Regions from separate parts of the Danio rerio genome. Here region 2 is linked to region 1. Evidence: chromatin contacts called from public HiCAR-type data. All regions are on one chromosome and are shown on one strand. Each heading gives the region's core, a stretch centred on a gene start, on an enhancer-like site or on the middle of the called end of the contact. The rest is flanking DNA. Distances are from core to core; before and after follow the strand shown. Region 1 holds the start of sh3bp4 (SH3-domain binding protein 4). Region 2 holds the start of faima (Fas apoptotic inhibitory molecule a).

Region 1 (5,375 bases), core at 2,673-5,172:
CTTAAAAGTGACAGAAACAAAAACAGCAGAATTTTATAAACATATTTTATAAACATATTTTAGCATTTGAAAACTAAAGTTTAAAAGAAGATTATATAGATGTGCATGCTTGACAGTAATAATTAATTTAACTTGCACTGTGATTTTTTTTTACATCACAGGCAAGTATGAACATACCCAATTGGTGCTGGTTCACTGAAACAGTTGCAATAAAAGTTTTAGGAAATGCAGCACATCCTTATTTCGCTGGCATTTCCTCTGTTTTACGAAACAAAAGGTGTAACAGTTTCTCACAGAGCAGGTGTATACACAAATGAACAAAGTTAAATTATTTTCTTAAAAAGCAGGTTGTAACAACAGTTGCCATTTTCAGAAACATTTTGCTCAGTTCTCACTGGAAAATCATTGCTCTCTAATAAATGTTAGTGTTAACAGTCTTCATTCAGTGTATATGAAACAGTATTGCTCTCCGTAGCGCAACCTAAATGGCTTTTCTTTCAAAAATGGTGAGGTTTTATACTGGTTTAAGTCCAGCCTTAGTTATCTACTGGATTGCACTACAGTTTGTAGTTTGATAATGTAGCAGGCTGATGTGCCTAAGACATGCTAGTAAGCTACAGCTGGGCATTTTCTCTAAAGGCACTTGTCTGTATGTGCTCTCTTCCCCAAGGTGGTAGCCATGGAAACCACTGATGTGTATTGCTGGAGAGCCTTTATAGTTCATGATCAGACTTAAGAGGATGCTGAGTTCCACTCAAACATGATCCTACTTCTGATTACTAAAAGCAAGTGATGTTTGATCCTTAAGCTTGGATATCACACACTTAAAGCCACTGAGATACAACTTCTATTTATTTATGAATAATTCAACCACTTTGCACAATATTTAAAGCAATCATAAGTCATTTCACAAAAATAAAATAAATACAAACATATAGTTATTGACACACAAAAAGAGGAGAGACATGTGCATTTGATGTCAGGCTACATAGTGTGAGCAACTGACTGTGTGAACCTTCATTGAGACCAGGGCCTTTTATTCTGTTTGTGTTCAAAAGGATGTCATGAATATGGTAGACATGCCTGGACAGGAACAAATATTTCTGCCTATATCACCCTTACTTCAAGACAAGTACTGGCAAAATGTGAGTCCATTTATTTTTATGAAACTAAAATAGATAAAAATTAAATGTTCCTAATATGTCTGATATAGACCAATATGAAAAGAGTTTTATCAGCTCTGCAATGACATCTTACTGTCATAAAATAACTGATTAACACTGAATGCAAAATGTATAGCTATCAGTGTCGACTATTATTTAAATCACTCACCTGTGGTTGAATGAATGCTCAGATCAATGATTTGGAAAATTTAAGCTAAATAAATCTTTATTTGGTAAAACAGTGGAGAATGTTCTTTAGATAAAACAATGGATCTTTGAAGCAACTTTCACTAAAAGATGAATTCTTTGGAATTATTACAAAATTTTCTATGGCCACAGCCTTATCAGTCCAAGACCACTTATTCACTAAAGCAGGGCTACACCTGGTTTGTACCTGGATAGGAGACCACATGGTAAAACAAGGGTGCTATTGGTGTTAGTGAGGCCAGCAGGGGGTGCTCAACTTGCTTGTATATGAGTCCTGATGCCCCAGTATAGTGAGGGGGACGATATACTGTCAGTGAGCATTGTCTTTCAGATGAGATGTTAAACTCAGGTTCTGATTCTCTATGGTCATTAAAAGTCCCTTGGCACTTCTCGTAAAGACCAGGGGCCTCATGTACGAAGACTTGCGTGGAAATCTTACTAAAACATTGCGTACGCACAAAGCTGTAAATGTGCGTACGCAGAAAAAATTTCAGATGTATGAAACACTGCGTACGCCGAATCTCACGCATATTCTTTTGTACATCCGAATGAACGTGAAACTGAGCGCAACATGCACGAGCGCAAAACCCCTCCCTGCCTCCTCCCCCGTATGAATATGCTAATGACTATGCTAATGGCAAAACCCAACGAAAAAGCAACGGCAAAATCAAACAAAAAGAGAAACTTTGAACAGAATGTGAATTGGAGGTGCTGCTTTCGGAGGTAGAACGGAGAAAAGCGGTGTTATTTGCAAGTTTGTTCTCCGGAATTAACAACAAAAGAAAAAAATAGAGTGGGAGAGTTTAGCTGATACGGTTAACACAGTTGGGTCTGAACATCGCACTGAGTGCATTTACAAAAGAAATAGTGTGGTTTATATCTGTAAAATGTTGCAGTACCCTTAGCAGTCTCAGTGGCGCACCTCATAAGAAGCATATGATCATATACTGACACGTTCGAGCACAAACTCGGTTCGAATCCAGCGTCTGATGAATTCTTTCTTCTTTTTTTCCCGCTACATATCAGATTTTGCCCACTATTTATCACGAGAAAGACAAGTAGGAATCATTAATAAGTTTGTGCATCATATTTTATTTGCACATTTATTGAATGGAAATGTTTCTGATTCACGCATGCAAATTTATCTTCAGATAGTGTCTTTATAGCAATGTGCGTGCAGTAGATAGCTCAGATTACATTGGGAAAACAGGCGACCGCTGCAAATTGATTTAATGTTTAGCTGGTCAACTGTGTGGTATGGAAATCTTACATACCTACTATATGAACCCGTCTCATACAGCTGCCATTGCAAGGATCAGACACTTTGTAGAGAAGAATTTAACACAACTGCCTCTAGGAGTCGCCAATGGAAATAAAACAGACACGCACAAAAAATGTGCGTACGCCTGCCAGAAACCTGCCGTGAAGTTGCGCACATTCCCACGTTCAGTTCATTGTTAGTAAATCCAAACGTGAGCGATTCTGAGCGTGAAATCTGGCGTACGCAAAGTTTTTGTGCGTACGCAGCGTTGATACATGAGGCCCCAGGGGTGTAATCTGGTTTCCTGGCCAAATTCCAACCCTCGGTCCTCACAATCATGGCCTCCCAAACATTCCCCTCCACCGAACTGGTTCACTATAGCTGTGTCTCATTTCAGAGGCTGCATCCTCCAGAGGGTGCTTGAAGTGTGCTGCATCATCGTGGCGCGATGAAGGCTGTCTCATTTAAAAAAAAACTCTAAGGCTCCTTCAAATGCAGCCCCCATATGTGTCCTTCGTTTCCCAGGTAAGGACTCTACAGGTGGATCCTTCCAGGCCTCGAACATCCCAAGATTTACTGTGCGCTGATAATGGCCGGACGTTTTTTAAAAGAAAACTTTGGTTTAAATTTATAAAATTAAGTTTACTTTACTTAGATATCTAAACATGTTAAAAAACAAAAAGAGTATGACATGTCTTACTAAAGAGGGATTTTATAGACATTTTACATTTTTAAGTGTACATGCATGGATCAAAGGAAATATATTTCCAGCTTCTGTATATTGTGTTTTGCCTTCAGATCGCTTAAAATAAGTTTTAAAATCACTTTGAAAAAAATCATTACAAATTTTATCAGTGCTTATTAACAGCAGCTGTTTTTGAGTCGAAGGACTCACATTTGAAGTGCGTCTGAAATGAGACACAGCTTGTCTCTCTACTCCCCCTATAGTTGGTGTATGGTAAGCGCACTAACGCTGTTGTCCTGTGGCTGCCATCGCATCATCCTAGTGGACGCTTTACACTGGTAGGGGCATGAAGAGGGTCCTTTCGTCCTTTATAAATGCACATTACTTACTTACATACTAAAAGTAACTTTCCAAACAACATACACACACACACACATACATACATACACACATACATACATAAATATTCAGAAGAATTAACTGATAATACCATTATCTTTTGCTTTGTTTTAAGGCCACTAATCTGCCGATAAGAAGCTAAACAATGGAAAGAAAAACATAGGTAAAACATAGATAAAAGGAGGAGTTTGGTAGCAATACACACCATGGCTGCTCATCGCATTAGATCAGCGAACAACAACACTGTGCTCCCTCGCTGCAGATCTGAAGGCGCACTAATCGATCTCAATGAAGGAGTTTCAGAGGCCACCCTCACAGATGTCAAAGGTCTCCCTTATCATTTTTACACAATAAACATGGTTAACTTTTGAAATCGTTTTATTCATTTGTTTATTTATCAATCAACAGTCCCTTCACCTAGTTCTTTACGACTGGATGCTACTGCCTCATTTGGAGCTGCCAGGGAAGTGATTGCCATTAAGGATTACTGCCCGTCCAGCTTTACCACACTTAAGTTCTCAAAAGGAGACTGTCTTTATGTCATAGACACATCAGGTGGAGAGTGGTGGTATGCACACAACAGCAAGGAGATGGGGTACATCCCAGCTGCTTATGTCCAGCCGATCAATTATCGGGACTCCTCGTTCAGTGACAGCGGCATGATTGACAGCATATGTGACATTTCTGAAGGAGTGAAAGAAATGGACATCTCAGGGGACTGGACGATGTCCTCCAAAACCACAGAATCTAGACATGAAAATCCTTTTGTTAATAAACGCATGTCAAATAACCCATTCCTAAACAGCACACTGCAAGACACCACTGACCAAAACAGCAACCAAAATTCAGCAAATACCTTTTGCTTTGATCATTTCTCACCTCCCATCTCAAACACCAGTAGCACTGTTAATATAAATGGCTTTGAAAATGGCCTGCTTGACACAAACAGTTTTAGCCTGAGCTCAGGTGTGAATCTTCGCCGAGACAATCCATTTTTTAAGAACAAGCGCTGCTACAGCATGTCAGAGCTGTCAGTCCTGCAGTCCCTGTCTGAAGGAAATCAAGGTTCCTTGAGTTATTTTGGCAGCATGAAGTCGCCTAAACCTGAGCATTTTCAAAGTAGAGAGGACTTCAAAACAGCATGGCTAAATCATCGTAAATTTACGAGATCCTGCCATGACCTGGACTCAATTGGACAAAACCCAGGATGGGGGCAAACCCAACCAATAGAGACCAACATAGTCTGCAAACTGGACAGCTCTGGTGGAGCTGTGCAGCTACCAAATACCAGTATCAGCATACATATCCCTGAGGGTCATGTTGCACCAGGAGAGACTCAACAGATATCTCTGAAGGCCCTTCTGGACCCACCGTTAGAGCTCAACAATGATAGATGCACTACTGTGAGTCCAGTGGTAGAAATAAAACTCAGTAACATGGAAACCAAGACCCCAGTCACTTTAGAGATGAAGGTGTCAGTTGTGGTAAAGATCGAGAGCCGCAGAACTGCAGAGGTAGTATGCATAAGAAGCGACTGCAAAGAAGGTCCGTACGTCCCAATACCACATGCATACATGTATGGGGACACTGTGCAAGTGACCCTGGACAATTTAGAGCCTTGCATGTATGTCTCTGTGGTGGCCCAGGCACAAACAGTGGC
Region 2 (5,491 bases), core at 1,217-3,716, 370 kb before region 1:
TAGCTGTACTGTATGTTACTTATTCTGTTCACAAGTTAATGTTTAATACCATTTCAGTTTAAATTAATAATTTTTTTTGGATGAAACTCTTTTGAAAATGCAAGTATCTATAATGCAAAAGAACAACAAAAGGTACAACATACTCACAGATAAGTCAAATCATGTTTATTTGAGGAAGCTGTGAGCAGGTATTTCTTACCCAGAACCACCCTGCAGTCAATGCCGTCCAGGTTAAGGAGCCATGTGCTGGTCACTTTAGAGCGGTTCTCCATGTACTTCCTGAGGCTCTGTCCATTAATCTCTAGAGTGTATTCATATGCAAAGCCACTCACTGCATCGATGTTAATAGTGGCCTTTGTATCTGTACTACCCACATTAAAAGTCTCCTTTCCAACCAGTTTGAACATCCAATCTCTTCTTATGACTTCCTGTGAAAATACCAAACATTTCTGTGAAGCACTTTTACTTATTTTGCAATCACCAGTATGAAATACTCCTGTCACTTTAACTATAATTTTCACAATCATTATCTATTGATGGTCACACTTTATATTAGGTCATCCTAACTACTACAGTATCGTAATAGAGTTGTACAGTAAATCCTTGCAAGTGTATGTATGTGTAACTACATACCAAAATGTAAGTACATAACAATTATTGTGTATCCAATTCCAAACACTATGCAGTCAGTATTCAATAGCACTTAATTTAGTTTGACTCTAATGTCCTGAGATATAAAGTGCATAATTATTCAACTCTTTCATTATGAATTCTTAAAGTGCAGAACTTACTATTCTCCCTGCACAGATATGTTTTAATTGATTCAAATGACAAGAAGCTACTTGTTCTACTAACTATAGTCAATTTTAGTTTAGTTTTACCAAATTTACCTATAGCACATGTCTTTGGACTGTGGAGGAAACCGGAGCACTCAGATGAAACCCACACAAGCACATACATTAGGCATGGGACGATAACCGTTTTTAAGGTACACTGAGGTTTGGAAAAGGCAAGGTTTTAATAACGCCAAAATTTTCTGTACTATCGTCCCTAATGTATGTTTTAGATTTAATATTTAAATTTTTTTGAATAGTATCTCAAGCAGAAAAAAAATCTAAAAATGGCATTTAAATTGTAAAGAAATCGGTGTTTTTCAAACTATTGAAAACAGCAGAAGTCAATGACGTGGTAACCTGACGTGGTTACTGCTCCAAAATATCATAAATCTTTCAAAAAAAGAATATATTGTTTTCAAAGGGGAAAAAGTTTTTTTATTTTATTTATTTTTTATCCAGACATTTAAAAAGAATATATTTTAGAGCAGTAATCACAGTACCGTCATACCATGATATTTTTATCCAAGGTTATGATACTGTCAGAATCTTATACCGGCCCATGCCTAACAATTGTACACACTTCTTAAATTATTCTAATATTGCTAAGACAACATCCAACTGCAACTAAGATTTCCCCCTGCTGTTTGTATTAATTTCATTAACATTCATAGAATTACTTTCTTATTGTATAATTATTCATAAACAACCAATTTCCTTCAATAAACTCTACAACTTTGTTAACAAACAGACTGACTACAACTCACTTATTCAAATTGTTAGTTGTTGGTGGTGTTGCTTTTGTATTATTACCATTATTTAATTTTATGTTTTCATTAATTCAATCACACAAGAAAGACAGCAATTCTACAAGATTACCCAGAGTGTCAGCTATGTGTGTAAAAATAGATGTCTGTTACCTTTCCATCAATGTAAATAACTCTTTTTCCTGTGGTTGTGCCATGTTCAAATTCAATCCTGTGCACACCATCACTCAAAGCCACTTCCCACACAGCTACCAAATCTCCAGACATCCTCTGTCCTCCAGTACCTCAGAGAGATATGAACACAGACATGATTGAATTATTATCTCACATAAATGAAAAACGAGAACAGACTATTACATGAGCAAAGCAGAGCGTGAATGTGCAAATGTAAATAATATGTAATTAGTAAAAGTAGACATGTGTGATTAATCGACTTTACTGTTTTTAATCTGCTGTCAGTGTTCATATCAATAGCAGTGGGTTTCTTTGATTTGTTTGATAATCAATAAATGCAAACCATTAACGTACAAAACGGCGACCGTTAAACGGCTTTACGGAGAAAATAATACTGGAAACGTTAATTTTATGGGAATATTTTTAGTTAACGCTACATGACTTACTATCTATTGGTTAAAAACAATCTCGATTTTAAAAAGTATGGCTGGCGATGTATCAGAGCCACTAAATCTGTTTAGCTGAACAAGCTGTCGGTCATCCAAAACACAAGAGTCAGAGCGGTAAGAAATACATGTAATTACCGGTCCAGATCAGAGCTGCAATAAAGCGCGTTTCTGGTTTTATTAAATTCGCTTTTCCACGCGGCAGAAAATATCAACACATCTGACGTCGAGAGCATCAACGCGAAGAGCTTCAAAATTAGCCAACAACAAATCTGCTCCAGCTAACAACAGTTACTATGGCAACAGGTTCTTTTTCTTCTTCTGTCAGCATTTATACCGATTTAAACGCCAACGTGAACTTTACTGACATCTACTGACAATAAGATAAACTTGGCCATGCCACACGCCTGCTGAACTTTTTTTTCAACCAAAATGAAATCTGTGCAAACTCTCAGAATAAACTGACCAAACACATGTGCCCTGTCCCAATATTACCGTCTAGATCAATTAAGCAGACCTACTTTATGAAGATAAGATCTACAAAACACTTTAAAAACTTTCCTGCAAAGCCTGAAGATGTTTTAAAAATGAAATAATTAGATTTTATTTACGAATCATCTTCTAATAACTAAATCATGTCAACATTTGGTGTTACCACCATTCTTTACATTTTTTTTCTCCCAGGAAAAATCAGCCCTGTCCCAATTTTAGATTGCAATTGCATTTTCACTCTTGTGTTGGTTTTATGAACAAAATAGCTTAAAGTTTTTATATTATGCCTCAAACTATCATACTGCATTATTTTTCTGATAATATTATCATTTATTTACTATTGTACATGTACCAGATATTATTTTGCTCTTTCACCATGGTGTTTTGGGATTAAATCGCTTTTTATTCAGCATGAGCATAATTATATTAATATATATATATATATATATATATATATATATATATATATATATATATATATATATATATATATATATATATATATATATATATATATATATATATATATATATATATATATAATCCTGAACCTTGGGTGAGCTAGACTGACTGCAGTGTAATTGTGTGAATGATATGATATGGGCGTTTCCCAGCTGGTTTGCAGCTGGAAGGGCATCCACTGCATTAAACATATGTTGGATAAGTTGGCGGTTCATCCCGCTGTGGCGACCCCTGATTAATAAAGGGAATAAGCCGAAAAGAAAATAAATGAATAAATGAATACCTTGAACTCAAATAGCTAACTGACTTTATCCATAATTTGCTTATACATTGCATGTTACTGTAATGTTCCAAATATTAAAACGTATTGAACATTTTGTATTTATTTAAGAATGTTTATTTTATTTTATTTTATTTTATTTTATTTTATTTTATTTTATTTTATTTTACGAAGGCTTTTGTCATGTGAAACAACCGCATGTCGCACTGATGACGTACATCTCCCGCGACGCGAGATCCTTCGTCGACATTGAGGATCATTGAACTCGCTAGAAATCTTGTAGTTTCGCTATGGCGTTGCGGTTGTTTCGGCTAGTTGTGCCTTCGGGTGCAGCAGCTTGGAAACCTGTGTCGCCTATACAAACGGTAAGATTGATACACGGCCTCTATTATCCAGGCGAAAGCTTTATCGTTTATGTTAACGTTAGGCCTAATGTAGTTCAGACTGAAGGACAACAGCAGAATTCAGCTGTGCAAATCACTTCGTGCTGTCACATGGATGTATCTGTCTATTTCTTTACTTAATCATTGTAACGATTATATAAATGTCTATTGACATCCTATTAGATATGAACAATATATTTATCAACAAATGAGTGTTTGAGATTGGCTGTAGTTCTGCCAAAAGCGGCTCTAACAGTGTCAGAACCCGCATTAATATAACTTACTGTACAGCAGCTGACGCCCTCAGACTACCACATCCTGATAGAGAAGAATAACAAGATATTTTATATTTTAAAGGCTAAAATCCACACAAGTGCTGTCAGAAACCTGCGTTATGGATGGTTGGCTTACGTTATGGGTGAGAGGGCAAGCTCCCGCTTCAAGGAAAACAGCAAAATTATTTCCATTGATGGCAACTTGGCGTCTGGAAAAGGAGTACTTGCACAAGAATTGGCCGAAAAGCTGGGTAAGATCGTTTACGACACGCTTTGTTTGTGTGTGTGTGTGTGTGTGTGTGTGTGTGTGTGTTTGTTATCATTTCCCCATGCACACATTCTTATGGGAACTTGTTAACCTAGGGTAAAAATGCAGAGAGTTTTTTTTTAAATGTTAAATTTAGAGGATAGGAAATCGAGTTTGTACAGTAAAAACATAACTACGTCTATGAGAGTCCCCACCGTAATATAATAAGTTATGAGTATGACTCTCTCTCTCTCTCTCTTTCTCTTTCTCTTAGTCATTCATTAAATCATTCATTTTCTTTTTGGCTTAGTCCCTTTGTTAATCTGGGTTCCAACCACCAACCAATCCAGCATGTGGTCCACGAAGCGGATACCCTTCTCTGGGAAACATCCATACACACTCATTCATGTGCTATATAGCAGTTTGCACCTTAAGGAAGTGTTTATTTCCATCACATGATGGAAGTGAATAATGTGCCACAGAAACCTACTAAATGTTCAAAAAGATGCAGATTAATATCTTTTTGTTTATTATAGAAGTATTTTCTATGCAAAATCCTGACTAAAAAGTTCTCAAACTAATAACTCAACTTTTAATGGAATTACATGGGATTCGCTAAGACAATACTATGATAAATGCACACTGTAAGCCAAATGCGTATAGCGTATACTAAGTTCTGGCCAGAATTCAGACTTGCAACCCAACATATTTGAGCCTGTGTGAATTATATCCTGTTTCCAGTGTGTTCTTAAGCTGCTCTATTTTCTTTGCTTTTCTGTGGTTGTGAAATTCTCTTATCAGCCCATCTGGCACCAGCAGCCACATTTAAAATCACTTAAATCACAGTTTCTTCTTCCCTTCTCTAATGTTTTATTTGAACTTCATAAGAATCATCTTTACAATAGTGAAATAGTATTTGTCTAAACTCTGTAACTCTTTAGTGAATATTCAGTATTTGTTCAATGTCTGTCTCTTCAGGAATGCTGTACATGCCCGAGCCAGACACACACTATGTGGACAAAATGACAAAGGAGAAAGTTCCTTTAGATCAGGCTTTTAATGGGAACTGCTCTCTGGAGAAGTTCTACTTGGAGCCCAAAGCCAGTGATGGAAACTCATACCGCCTGCAGGC

What was found. HiCAR-type assays count read pairs that join an accessible place to other places.
Region 2: a HiCAR-type map of caudal fin shows a contact between it and region 1, with 7 times the contacts expected there. The contact joins the promoter of faima here to the promoter of sh3bp4 in region 1. A contact is called at or near these places in 2 of 18 Hi-C or Micro-C datasets (caudal fin and hematopoietic stem cells) and 2 of 4 datasets of contacts at active chromatin or transcription factors (caudal fin and embryo).

The regions. Positions count from the first base shown.
Region 1 is chr9:25,000,109-25,005,483 of GRCz12tu, reverse strand. sh3bp4 (SH3-domain binding protein 4) reads left to right here and starts at 3,922. Exons shown (of 4, transcript NM_001123295.1): 1 at 3,922-4,042; 2 at 4,124-5,375. The coding sequence starts at 3,922. The region is part of intron 3 of LOC141376122 (a long non-coding RNA gene); the gene reads right to left.
Region 2 is chr9:25,364,434-25,369,924 of GRCz12tu, reverse strand. It overlaps faima (Fas apoptotic inhibitory molecule a), which reads right to left and starts at 2,466. Exons shown (of 5, transcript NM_001002583.1): 1 at 2,359-2,466; 2 at 1,754-1,884; 3 at 200-428. The coding sequence starts at 1,867. ndufa10 (NADH:ubiquinone oxidoreductase subunit A10) reads left to right here and starts at 3,693. Exons shown (of 10, transcript NM_199578.1): 1 at 3,693-3,819; 2 at 4,195-4,363; 3 at 5,338-5,491. The coding sequence starts at 3,745.